4 separate regions of the Drosophila melanogaster genome follow, and regions 2, 3 and 4 are each linked to region 1. The links are chromatin contacts, called in public Hi-C maps. All regions are on one chromosome and are shown on one strand. The core of a region is the stretch at or near the end of the contact, and the rest is flanking DNA. Distances in the headings are between cores, read along the strand shown.

Region 1 (2,700 bases), core at 175-2,674:
CTGACAAAACATGGAATTTTCTTTTGGACAAATTTAAAAATCATGAATGTATTATATAGCATTTAATCGGCAAAATCATGCAATAGGTAACTGAAAATCCCTAAAAAATAGTTCTTAATAGGCAAATTACCGTAGACTTTGACTTTTTCCTTTGATTTTAGTTAGGAATTTCTGAAAAAGCAATGGTTGAATGTCAAGATGGTGATTTAAGTCGAATAAATTTGAAAAGATTTGTGCATGCTTAATGAACTGCTCCGGGAATTGCATAAACATGAATACTTGATAAAATAAAATATTTGCAAGTAGGGTAAAGATTACCTTCGCAGGCAGATGCAAGGAGATGCTAGGTCCTCTTCTCGCAAAAGGCACAACTTGAAATCGAAAAGGAAACGTGATTGTTGTTCAATCCATAGAATACCATCCGCCAAGATTCTCTATTATAGTTTGCAACCGTCCAAATCGACCCACCCTGCTTCATGTATTTTATTTTCTTTTTTCTTATTTTTTTTTTTCAAATTTGGGGTGATGTATGGTGTGGTTTGGTTTCGTTTGGTGAGCTGGGGGAGCAGGAGCAAGCGACGGCATATGTGACGGCTGAACTCATGCGACTTACCAACACCTACCTAGTGCCCGGATGTAGGCCGAGTCTGTATGATTGAGCAGTCCGTTGATCTGCTTCCGGGTCAGCCGCAGCGTGTATAGCTTGTAGAGCAGGCAATATGCCGTTGACACAATGCCGCCGGCGCCAACGCCTCGCACCTAGAAAGGAATAGGATAACGAAAATGAGTGCATACATTCATGCATTGCATAAAGCATCGCCAACGATTAGCGCTACATTTCATAAACCACTCACACCGCCGCACATGCCCGTTTGTCCGGACGTTTTGCGGGATCCACGCTCCCAGGGCTCCATATGCTTCACCTGGTAGTAGATCTCGTCGACCACTTCATGGTACGTTTTCAGTTTAAACAAATGGACTGTTTGGGGTACACAAAAAAAAAGGCGGGTTAGTAAGTGTGACGATTGGCAATAGCACGCGTGTGGATTTGGTTGCACCTTTGAAGTAGCTGGAGCTCTGGATGTTGGCCAGGATCAGGGCATTCAGGTTCATCGAGGATTCGTTGCCCCAAAAGGGCAGCGTGTTGTGCTGCTTGCCGGCCTTCTTGCCACCGCCGGCCGAAGATGACGCCGAATAATCTGCACGAGACAAGACGCCGCCATCAATGAAACGCTCGCGGGGATTGGATGCTATGTTCTTACTCACCTTCGTCCATGCCTACTGCTCTTTTACTATTGGGCGCATTAATTTTACGGCTACCGAAGGATTGTGTGCGCGGGAAAACGCGAAAAATGCAAGCACAATTTGCAATTTACATGCGAGAAAATGCCCAAATTGGCGATGTGTATGCGTTAGCAGTCGTTATCGGTGTGTTATCGATAACGCTGGAGCGGGCAATTCTTAAGGTCACTGCTTTGGTCGTGACTGTTCACCACAAGTCGTGATTTTCAATAATTTGTAATAATTTATTTAATATTTGCTTATGAAACCTTATTTGTTAGCGTAATATATAATATATAATATATTATTATATCACAGTAAGCGCAATTTTCTTTTCCTTCTAATGTTTTTGGGTCAATTCTTATGAAAATGCACAGAAAATTCGCATTTCGTTCAGTTATATGCTTGTCCTTTTAATTATTAATTTATTTGATTTGTAATACTACATTTAGAAAACAAAAAGTGTAATTTTCCGTTACTAAATCGTTTCAAAAACTTGTAAATATTTCCAGTGAATGGCAGAGTGACCAGGGCGTCGAAAGAATTGCCTTTACGGGCATTCGCAGCGAGGTCACACTGTGCCCAACTGAATCCAATCCGAATCCCCATCTTCGCATCCGCATCTGCATCTGCATTCCGCCGCCGAGGACGAGCACCCAGTGGCCAATCCGCCGACCATGTCGCCCAAGTACACACATGCGATTGTGGCCAGGTGAGTGGAGCCCAAATTCGTCTCAATTCGACGGATTGCCGCATCCGGAGGAGGGAGTGCCCCAGTGGCGCGGAATTAGGTCACCCAACCAAACGTTCGTGGGTACACATGCCAGTGGGTGGGGCTGCACCTTCCAAGCCGCCCAGTTCCTGGATCCTGTCTTTAACACTATCTAGTTTGGATCTATCTGATTATTCAAATCTTTCTATAGCTACATATCTAAAATAGAACTTATAAGCCTGAGGATACCAATTTTGAAGTTATACGTTTAAAAATACAGTTTCCTGTTTACCAAGCATTAATTTATCTATTTGACACATCTTCTACAATAGTTTCTCCCACAATCATTAAACAAAATGCTTAAGAATAGGAATTAATAACTTTCTTTCTTATAAGGAGTAGTTAGCACACAAGTACATTACCCACTCGTTTATCCACTCAGACGTTCTCGTATTCGCGCCTCAATTAGCAGATCCATTGTTAACCGCTTTAAATCCGTAGAATCTCGGATGCCCTGCTGGAGAACGGAAAGTTCGACGTACAGCTGGCCAAGCAGCAGCACGAGCAGTACTGCACCCTCCTGAGGACCATTGGTCTCGATGTGATCGAGCTGCCGCCGGATGACCAGCTGCCCGAGGGCGTATTTGTCGAGAACAGTGCGGTGATCTGTAACGGAGTGGCCCTGATCGGAAGATCGGAGCATCCCA
Region 2 (2,700 bases), core at 41-2,540, 1.3 Mb after region 1:
TGGCCGGAGATGTTCTGCACAAACTTGCCCTCCGGACAGCGCCACTGCTTGATGTTATCCGGCGAGGCGGAGGCGAACATGTACAGCGATGGATGGAGGACTATGCTGCGCACGGACTTCTTGTGATTGGTTAGCGTGCAGACGCTCTTGCCGGCGGCCAAATCCCACAGACGCACCGTGGAATCGTGGGAGCCGGTGATGATCTGCGGATTGGTGGCCTGCGCCACCACACTGGCCACCGTGTTCGTATGGCCCGTCAGTGTGTGCACATTCGCCTTGGTCCGCATGTCCCAGATGCGGGCAGTGGAATCGCGACCGGAGGTGGCCAGCACATCGATGGTGGGATGCAGGGCCAGCGAGTAAACAGCCGATAAGTGACCGTGATAATGCCGTATGACTTTGTTGTACTCCAGATCCCAGCACTTGACCTGCCGATCCTCGCCGCAGCTAAACAGATACGGATGCTTCGTGCTGACGGCCACACCGCGCACAGTGCTCACATGACCGGTGAGCGAGAGCTTCAGTTTGCCGCTGGCCAGGTCCCAGATCTTGATCACACGATCGCCAGCGCCGGTGGCGAACCACTCGTTGCCCGGCTCCACGGCGATGCATCGCACCCAGCCCAAATGGCCGGAGATGACGCGCGACAGTTTCCAGGGTGCGTGCCACTTGGGCTTGGGTATGCTGGGCGCCTTCTTCGGTATCAATTGCAGATGGCTGGCGATGGCGCCATTGGCGCTCATATCTGCATTGCTGTTCGCCAGGGAGGCGCGCACCAGGGATGTGTGTGTGCCGGTAACCAGTGGCGCTGTCTTCTCCGCTGGCCTGGCGCCCGCATTGTACTTAACCAGACTGCCGGCACCGCTGGCCGCATCCGTTGCACTGCCATCGGTGATGGCCAGCGTCTTGTCGCCCGGCGTTTGGGCTCCTGATGCCTTCCTGGCCTCGCCGATCTTCGCCACCTTGTCCAGCACAAGGCCATAGCCATCCTTCGCCTTGATGGAACGTCGCAACTTCTCTCTGTTTAACGAAAAACACAAATTAACAATGCGTAAGTTGCAAACTACAGGTATACTCACAAACGTTCGTCGATTTCGGGCAGATTTCCCTGGTTGGAGACGAACAGATCGTGGGTGCGCTTCAGGGAGCGGAATATCAGCGTGTGCACGCTGTGCTTCTGCACGTCTTCCATGGCCATTGTCTGTTATTTATTGCTTATTCGCTAAATTTGTTAAAAACGCGGCGCGGCTCTTGCAGCTGACCACCACAAGCCATACATAACAATCGGGCTATCGGTTATCGGACAGTGATGTCTGCTAGCTTGTTTATAGCCAAATGTTAATGCTACATGGGCATCCATTTTTAAAAGAAGTTTTATTAAAATTTTAAATGTATTTAAATGCAAATATCTAATATCTAATTGAAATTGTGTAATTGAATTATCTAATAATTAGAAAAAAATGATTTAACTTTTCACAACCTTAAGTCGAGATGAGAAATTGTGGGTCCTGAATTCAAAGTACCATAAAAGCCACAAAAACTGATAGTTTTTTCAGAATCGTTTTTCGAATACCCATCAAAGTGTTAACTTTATGCGCCCACCCGAGAGATTAAAAAACCAATACGTTGTTCTTTTTTGAAGCACATTTCTGTTTTTTTGTTTTGTTTTGTTTGTGTTTTTTTTCTGCTTATTATTAGTTTGCGGGAACCGGCGATCCAGATGCAAGAGATGAGGACGTGGGAGACACCGATGGTGACGAGGTGCTGGCCGCAGCTCCGCTTTCCGGGACGGGCGATGGCCTCGTGTTGAAGAACTGTTTGATCTGCAGATAAAAGATGGAGTAAAGATTAACCTATGAACTTAAAAACACCGACCACACCAGCCACAATTCTGTCATAAAGCATTATTTTTTTTTACCGCAACTTTGCGCATTTGTATGTTTATATCAGAATGATAAAATGCTTAATACTGTTTCTAATCAAACCCTAAACCACATTGGGAAGTACTTGAAATATTTAGGACTATCTTGACATATGAATAACCTATAAACATTAGCGAATCTAGAATGTTCTGAACATTAATTCAACTAAATCGTTGTTTGAGCCATTGCGTTGGGTTTAAGTTACAATGGTTTGCTAGTCTGATTAAAGATTTAACGAACTTCATTTCGGATTTATGACAGTTTGCTTGAAGGTGCTGCGGTTGGGCAATTGCTTACGATGCGCTTGATGTAGTTGCATGAAGTTTCGTTGTTCGAGCTGGACACCACGTTGTCCACTCGGTACGGCGGCGAGATGGTGACTTCATTTAGGATCTGTATGTTAAGTCCTTGCCAGGAGACTTCATTGTACTACAAAATAGTAAAAGAAATAGCAATGGTTAATGATGATAGGGCATCGTGCAAGAGGTCATTACCCCGTATTGTTTGGCTATCGCTCTATAGAGTTCCTGCGCCTCTGGACTGACATCAGCATTCTTAGACTTCAAGTAGTCCTGTCTTCGCTCAACTGTTTTCCTCAGACGCATTTTGACCTGTATAAGCAATATATATATATATATATATATATTTATGTAAGTGGTCAGAGCTGGCATGCTTACCTGTTCCAGATTAAGCTTTTGCGGATCATCAAAGTTGCCGTTGCACTCCTTGATCACCTGCACGTTGCTGCAGAGCGAGAGGTTCATCGCGTAGATATCAC
Region 3 (2,700 bases), core at 52-2,551, 1.6 Mb after region 1:
CACCTGTAAAATAGTTGAAAGAAAACAAAAACAAAGATAAAAAACGAACGCAAAACAAAACTAAAACTGATAAATTCAAGCGTCATAGTAAAAGAAATAAATAGTAATGTTTTAAAAAGCAAATATTGAAAGCGATTTACCTTTTCTGCAACTCTGGGCTGTGGGCTTCGCTACCAGGCGAACAGAAATTTCAGAATGAGACCAACGATCTTTTGGAATTTCGTTTTCAGTATACACCTGCTATTTATTGTAATCGCCTGATGCAAAAAATCAATATATTTACCATAAAAATGTGCATTTTGTACAGACTGGCAGTTTGTTTTCTGCTACTGGTTATGATCGCCTGGTACGAAAAATCTAAAAATTTTCCTCAAAAATGTGTAATTCCTTATTCAAAATTGGAAATTCTAATTTTTTGTCGTTGAATTTCATCAGGCAGCTGGTTTTGAAAATCAATAATTTATTGATTTATTTATTTATTTTAGCGAAACTTTAAAAATTATGGTCCAAATATGGAATGTCATACATCGTTGAGCTCGTAATTGAATTCCGAAACAAACTGTTTTTAAAAATGTGAATTCTATTTTTTGGCCATTTTTTGCAAAATTATAAAAAAAATATAAAAAATTGCCAAAAGTTAATGGGATCGTTAGGATTGATAATAATCAGCTATTATAAAATTTTAGGATATCTTATGATGAAAAATCCAATTGCAAATATCAAATTTTGAACAAAATGCAAAACCTTGTCGATTTTAGCTTGTTATTCGTATGACTTACATCAATTACATTAGCCAGTGGGTTGAAAGACTTTTTAACCTGATCTGGATATGAATGATCATTCATCCATAATATGTACTATATTGTAAATATGCATACATTATAACCATCGAATATTGAAGGACCAGTTTTTTATGATGGCTTTGCGGCGGTTCAAGAACCCCGAGGCGCCGGTGAAAGTGCAAATTGAAGATGCGTGCCCTCGTGATGATGAGTCAAGTCGCGGTAAACCCGCTGGAACACTGCTACTCTTAAAAAAAACTCGCAGGAATTCCAAAACACCAAAACAAGAAAATTCCCAAAAAAAAAAACCAAAAAAACAAAAACGAAACGGGTGCCGAAAATTCGAAACGTGATAAGCCTCCGCACACCGTCAATAAAACAAAAAAATAAGAATAATAACAATAAGCACGCGTATGTGTGCTTATGCATAAATAAATTAAAGGCGTCTGTGTGCGTGGGGCAATTGTAATTAAGTACTCAATGAACCGCAGGGAAGTAAAAAAAACAAAAAAAAATGATCACAGATATTAACAAAAACAAATAAAAATAAAAATTAAACAAAGCGGCCAAACAGGCAGCTAAACCGGCAATCGGGGAATCGGAAAAAGGAGCTCCGCTCGTTGGACAAGGTCAAGTCGGTGTCGTCGGCAGCTGGAGCGGATAAGCCGCCTCATTCCGGGGGCTTTGGCTTCGGTCTCGAACTCGAACTCGGATTCGGATTCGGATTCAGTTTCGCCTTCTGATAACCGACGCCCCCGGTTGCGTATAAAACATTGCCGGTGCGGCCCAAACATCAGCACTTGCGGACCAGCATCCCAGTTGATAACACCTCGCTCGATCCCAGAGTTTCCACCAGAGATTACCCAAAACGAAATCCAGTATCGAGCAGTATGTCGCAGTTTAGCACCGTTGCCGCATTCCTACTCCTCGGCCTGGTCGTCATCCTTGGCGGCCACGTTGGCCAGGCGGCCGTTGCCAAGGTCAAACTGAACAATTCATGTAAGTTTGTGCTGGTGATGTCCACTTGGGTGCAAACCAGTCATATGCCATACTAACTCTTTGCTCCATCGCTTGCAGCGCATCCCGGCAAGTGTGTGCTGGACACGAACACGATCCTGTCGCCCGGGGAGACGGGTCTGGCGCCGGATCTGCCATGCGTGCGGGCCGAATGCCATGCGGATGGCTTGGTGACCTTCAAAACCTGCGATGCAGTCGCTCCGCCACCGGGCTGCAAGCAGCGCGACTTTGTGAACATCAATCGCGAATTTCCCGCTTGCTGCGAGCGGAAATACAATTGCGACAAGCACATCTAACATCTTAAGCCATTATTAATTGCCATAATCCTTAAGTTGCTCAACTAACTAGGAGGCAATGGGCAATGGATTTGTTTTCAGCTTATTATTTCGTTCTTTTTTTTTTTTTTTGTTTGTTTTTATTTATTGTGTATACTACAACATAACAATTAAAATGTAAACGCTTAGCAATACAATTAAATAATTTAATAGAATCATTAACAGAAAATACATATGCATGTACGCTTGCTTGTGTGGGCTTAGTTGGGTGTGGAGTATGGTGAGATGAGGTGTGTACATTCCCCCAACCCAACAATCAATCGCATCTCGTCATCCGATTCGGCTCGTTCTGGCGCCGGGTCATAACGTTGGACCACTGGATAGCCATGTACCATCTGGGTGGTATGCATGGCCGTGGTTGAACGCTACATTCACTACACTAACTGATTACACTAGATGGCTGGCGCGCATTAGACGCAATAAAATCGAATTAAAAAGTATTAAACAAAATCACAAGGACGAAGAAGGCAGGGGAGGTAATGTTACTAGGCATGCATACATACATACATACGTATATATGTACACCTGCGTGTTGGCTGTCCGTCCAGAACGAGGCGAATCCGAAT
Region 4 (2,700 bases), core at 196-2,695, 1.4 Mb after region 1:
GGCTGGCGTCCAAGGCCAAGGCGTCGAGGAAGTCGCGACGTGCCTGTGCTGGATTCCAGGCACCCGCATGGGCCTTGGCCCGACGAAAAAGTGCCTTGACATTGCGCGGATCCAGGGTGAGCACCTCGTTGCAGTGCTCGATCACAGCGTAGAAGTCGCCGGCGATCAACCGACATTGCGCGTAGTTCAACAACAGCGGTGTCTTGATGGCCGCCAGCTCCTGCCACTCCTCGTCGTGCGGCTTCTCCTTTAGCATCAGCTGCTCCACAATTCCGACAGCCTCGCGGTAGCAGGTCTCCGCCTCTGTGAACCGACTGGCCTTATAGAAGTTGTTGCCCCGTTCGCGCAGCGTACTGGTGGCCAGCATCTTTTCGTCGTCGGACATCTGCCAGCGCTCTTTTTCGTACTGCTCGGGCAGCTCAATGGAGAACAGTTCAATGATGAACTCCAGATCGGAAGGATTTTGCAGCAGCTCATCCAGGTCGGTGTACCCAATGCCCTCGTTCTGCAATGTCATTCCGCAGCAGTGACGTCGCTCCTCCGGTTTCTTGCCAATGTCCCGCAGGGTCTTGGATATAAAAGGATATTGAGCGCAGAGCTGCAGGTGCCAGAGTTCGGAGAATAATTAGATCAGTGGGTATCAGGTTGTCCAGACTCTGTGTATATCATATTCCCTTACCGACTTATGTACCGTGAACTTGGCCACTTCGTTAAGGGACATCTGCTGCACAATCAGCTCCCAGACCTCTAGCTTAAACTTCTTCCCCAGGACCAGCTCCATGGGCTTCTCCATCTTGCGGCTATCATCGATGATGCGACTGTCGCCGGCCCTCCGCGTTTGAAAGTGGAACTTCACCTGGAAAAGGCCAATATCATGAGGAGTGAGTCTCTGTTGGCTGCACCACCCACTGGCCTTGGCCCATTTTCCCACTGTTTTGCTTTTGCTGTCGCAGATGGAACTAAACCTGCCAAACTGCCAAGCGGTTTTAGTAACTCACCCTGGTGCCCGGGGTTAGCTCGATGTAGGCGTTTCCCGGATTGAGGATCTCCTTTCGTATGGGCTTCATATCGGACTTGCTGCGCGACTGCATCTCCGCTGGAATCGGATTTATTTGGAATCAACACAATTTCCTTTCGATACCAGACGTTATTTGTCCAAACCTATCGAAGCCTATCGGTTCTCGATATCTGCACGCGCCAATCGGTGCAAAGCTTTTGGTATTTTTTATTACCTATTGATAGAATTGTTATGTGTGGTTTTTTTTCTTCGTCTAAGACCACACTGAATCACTAATCAATTAGCTATGAAGAACACTGTCATACATCACAAAATGTTTTCCAATTTTCATTTCCCTATATGTAAAAATACCGCCACACAAGCCATTTGACATTTGCGACGTTATCGATAAGGCGACACCCAAGGACCTGGTCCATCACTAAGCCCACGTCTTTCGATTAATAGTTTGTATCGTTAACATATAAAATAGTTGCCTTTGCGTTTGCTATTTGACAGCCTGTGATTTTTTCCCCGTGGATTTTCCATAGCTCCGATCCCAGTTGATACGGATTGCCATAAGTCTCATTCTCATTCGAGTTTTGCATGCTCTGGCAGCGATACAGCGCACATTTGTTTAGACGATTCGAATTTCACGTACGTACAAAACGCCGGAGCCCAATTACTCAATTAGCCGGCGTACGGGCGATCACATACAGCTCGTTGTGCAAAATGACCGACCAGGTCAAGTATCTGGACATACCGGACAAGTCGGAAACGGACAAGAAGCTTTACAAGTAAGTAGCGGACTATTAACCCAGTTGAACTGGATTCAATGGTTGGTCTTCACTTAGGACACTTCTCTTGGGGAATGGATTGCATGCGTTGATTGTCTCCGATCCCAGTCCCATGCCACACGATGGCTTCACCACATCCGAGTCGTCCTCGTCTAAGTCGACCGTGTCGACCAGCAGTTCCATAATCTCACGCAGTGAATCCACCTCATCTACCTCCACCGATAGTGAAAGCAGCGAGGAATCGAGCAGCGAGGAAGGTGACGAAAAGCTGGCCGCCTGCGCCCTATTGATTGACTATGGGTCTTTTGCTGAGCCCACAAAATACCAGGGACTGGCACACTTTCTCGAGCACATGATCTTTATGGGCTCAGAGAAGTACCCAAAGGAGAACATTTTCGATGCACATATTAAGAAATGCGGCGGCTTTGCCAATGCCAACACTGACTGCGAGGACACGCTTTTCTATTTTGAGGTAGCCGAGAAGCATCTGGACTCCAGTTTGGACTATTTTACGGCCCTGATGAAGGCGCCACTGATGAAGCAAGAGGCTATGCAACGCGAGCGCAGCGCTGTGGACTCAGAGTTCCAGCAGATTCTTCAGGATGATGAGACCAGGCGTGATCAACTGCTGGCCAGTTTGGCCACGAAAGGTTTCCCCCACGGCACCTTTGCCTGGGGCAATATGAAGTCGCTAAAAGAGAACGTTGACGACGCGGAGCTGCACAAGATTTTGCACGAGATCCGCAAAGAGCACTATGGCGCCAATCGCATGTACGTTTGCCTGCAGGCTCGTTTGCCCATCGATGAGCTGGAATCACTCGTGGTGCGCCACTTCTCTGGTATTCCGCACAATGAGGTGAAGGCTCCCGATTTGAGCAGCTTCAACTACAAGGACGCCTTTAAGGCCGA

What was found. Hi-C and Micro-C count contacts between places; a contact is called where the count stands out from the background.
Region 2: a contact with region 1 is called in a Hi-C map of the Kc167 cell line, with 10 times the contacts expected there. The contact joins the promoter of Tango4 here to the promoter of CG1622 in region 1. A contact is called at or near these places in 16 of 107 Hi-C or Micro-C datasets (the Kc167 cell line, the S2 cell line, cellular blastoderm embryo and 5 more) and 1 of 6 datasets of contacts at active chromatin or transcription factors (the Kc167 cell line).
Region 3: a Hi-C map of the Kc167 cell line shows a contact between it and region 1, with 8 times the contacts expected there. The contact joins the promoter of CG2444 here to the promoter of CG1622 in region 1. A contact is called at or near these places in 11 of 107 Hi-C or Micro-C datasets (the Kc167 cell line, the S2 cell line, embryo and 4 more).
Region 4: a Hi-C map of the Kc167 cell line shows a contact between it and region 1, with 5 times the contacts expected there. The contact joins the promoter of Nrd1 here to the promoter of CG1622 in region 1. A contact is called at or near these places in 7 of 107 Hi-C or Micro-C datasets (the Kc167 cell line, the S2 cell line, embryo and 2 more) and 1 of 6 datasets of contacts at active chromatin or transcription factors (the Kc167 cell line).

Annotation. Positions count from the first base shown.
Region 1 is chrX:13,295,806-13,298,505 of dm6, reverse strand. CG1622 reads right to left here and starts at 1,424. Exons shown (of 6, transcript NM_132644.3): 1 at 1,267-1,424; 2 at 1,059-1,199; 3 at 855-979; 4 at 624-759. The coding sequence starts at 1,276. CG1764 reads left to right here. Exons shown (of 6, transcript NM_001298269.1): 2 at 1,794-1,993; 3 at 2,495-2,700. The coding sequence starts at 1,959.
Region 2 is chrX:12,019,658-12,022,357 of dm6, reverse strand. It overlaps Tango4 (Transport and Golgi organization 4), which reads right to left and starts at 1,290. Exons shown (of 2, transcript NM_132550.3): 1 at 1,080-1,290; 2 at 1-1,020. The coding sequence starts at 1,198. Lsm12a (LSM12 homolog a) reads right to left here. Exons shown (of 5, transcript NM_132549.3): 2 at 2,600-2,700; 3 at 2,417-2,533; 4 at 2,220-2,351; 5 at 1,639-1,823. The coding sequence ends at 1,695.
Region 3 is chrX:11,703,901-11,706,600 of dm6, reverse strand. It overlaps CG2444, which reads left to right and starts at 1,301. Exons shown (of 2, transcript NM_001298206.1): 1 at 1,301-1,781; 2 at 1,860-2,291. The coding sequence starts at 1,673. The coding sequence ends at 2,095. PhKgamma (Phosphorylase kinase gamma) reads right to left here. Exons shown (of 11, transcript NM_167297.3): 11 at 2,207-2,700. It overlaps FucT6 (alpha1,6-fucosyltransferase), which reads left to right. Exons shown (of 4, transcript NM_132512.4): 4 at 1-26.
Region 4 is chrX:11,867,638-11,870,337 of dm6, reverse strand. It overlaps Nrd1 (Nardilysin), which reads left to right and starts at 1,445. Exons shown (of 4, transcript NM_132529.4): 1 at 1,445-1,791; 2 at 1,849-2,700. The coding sequence starts at 1,601. It overlaps CG1847, which reads right to left and starts at 1,168. Exons shown (of 3, transcript NM_167311.3): 1 at 999-1,168; 2 at 680-856; 3 at 1-598. The coding sequence starts at 1,091.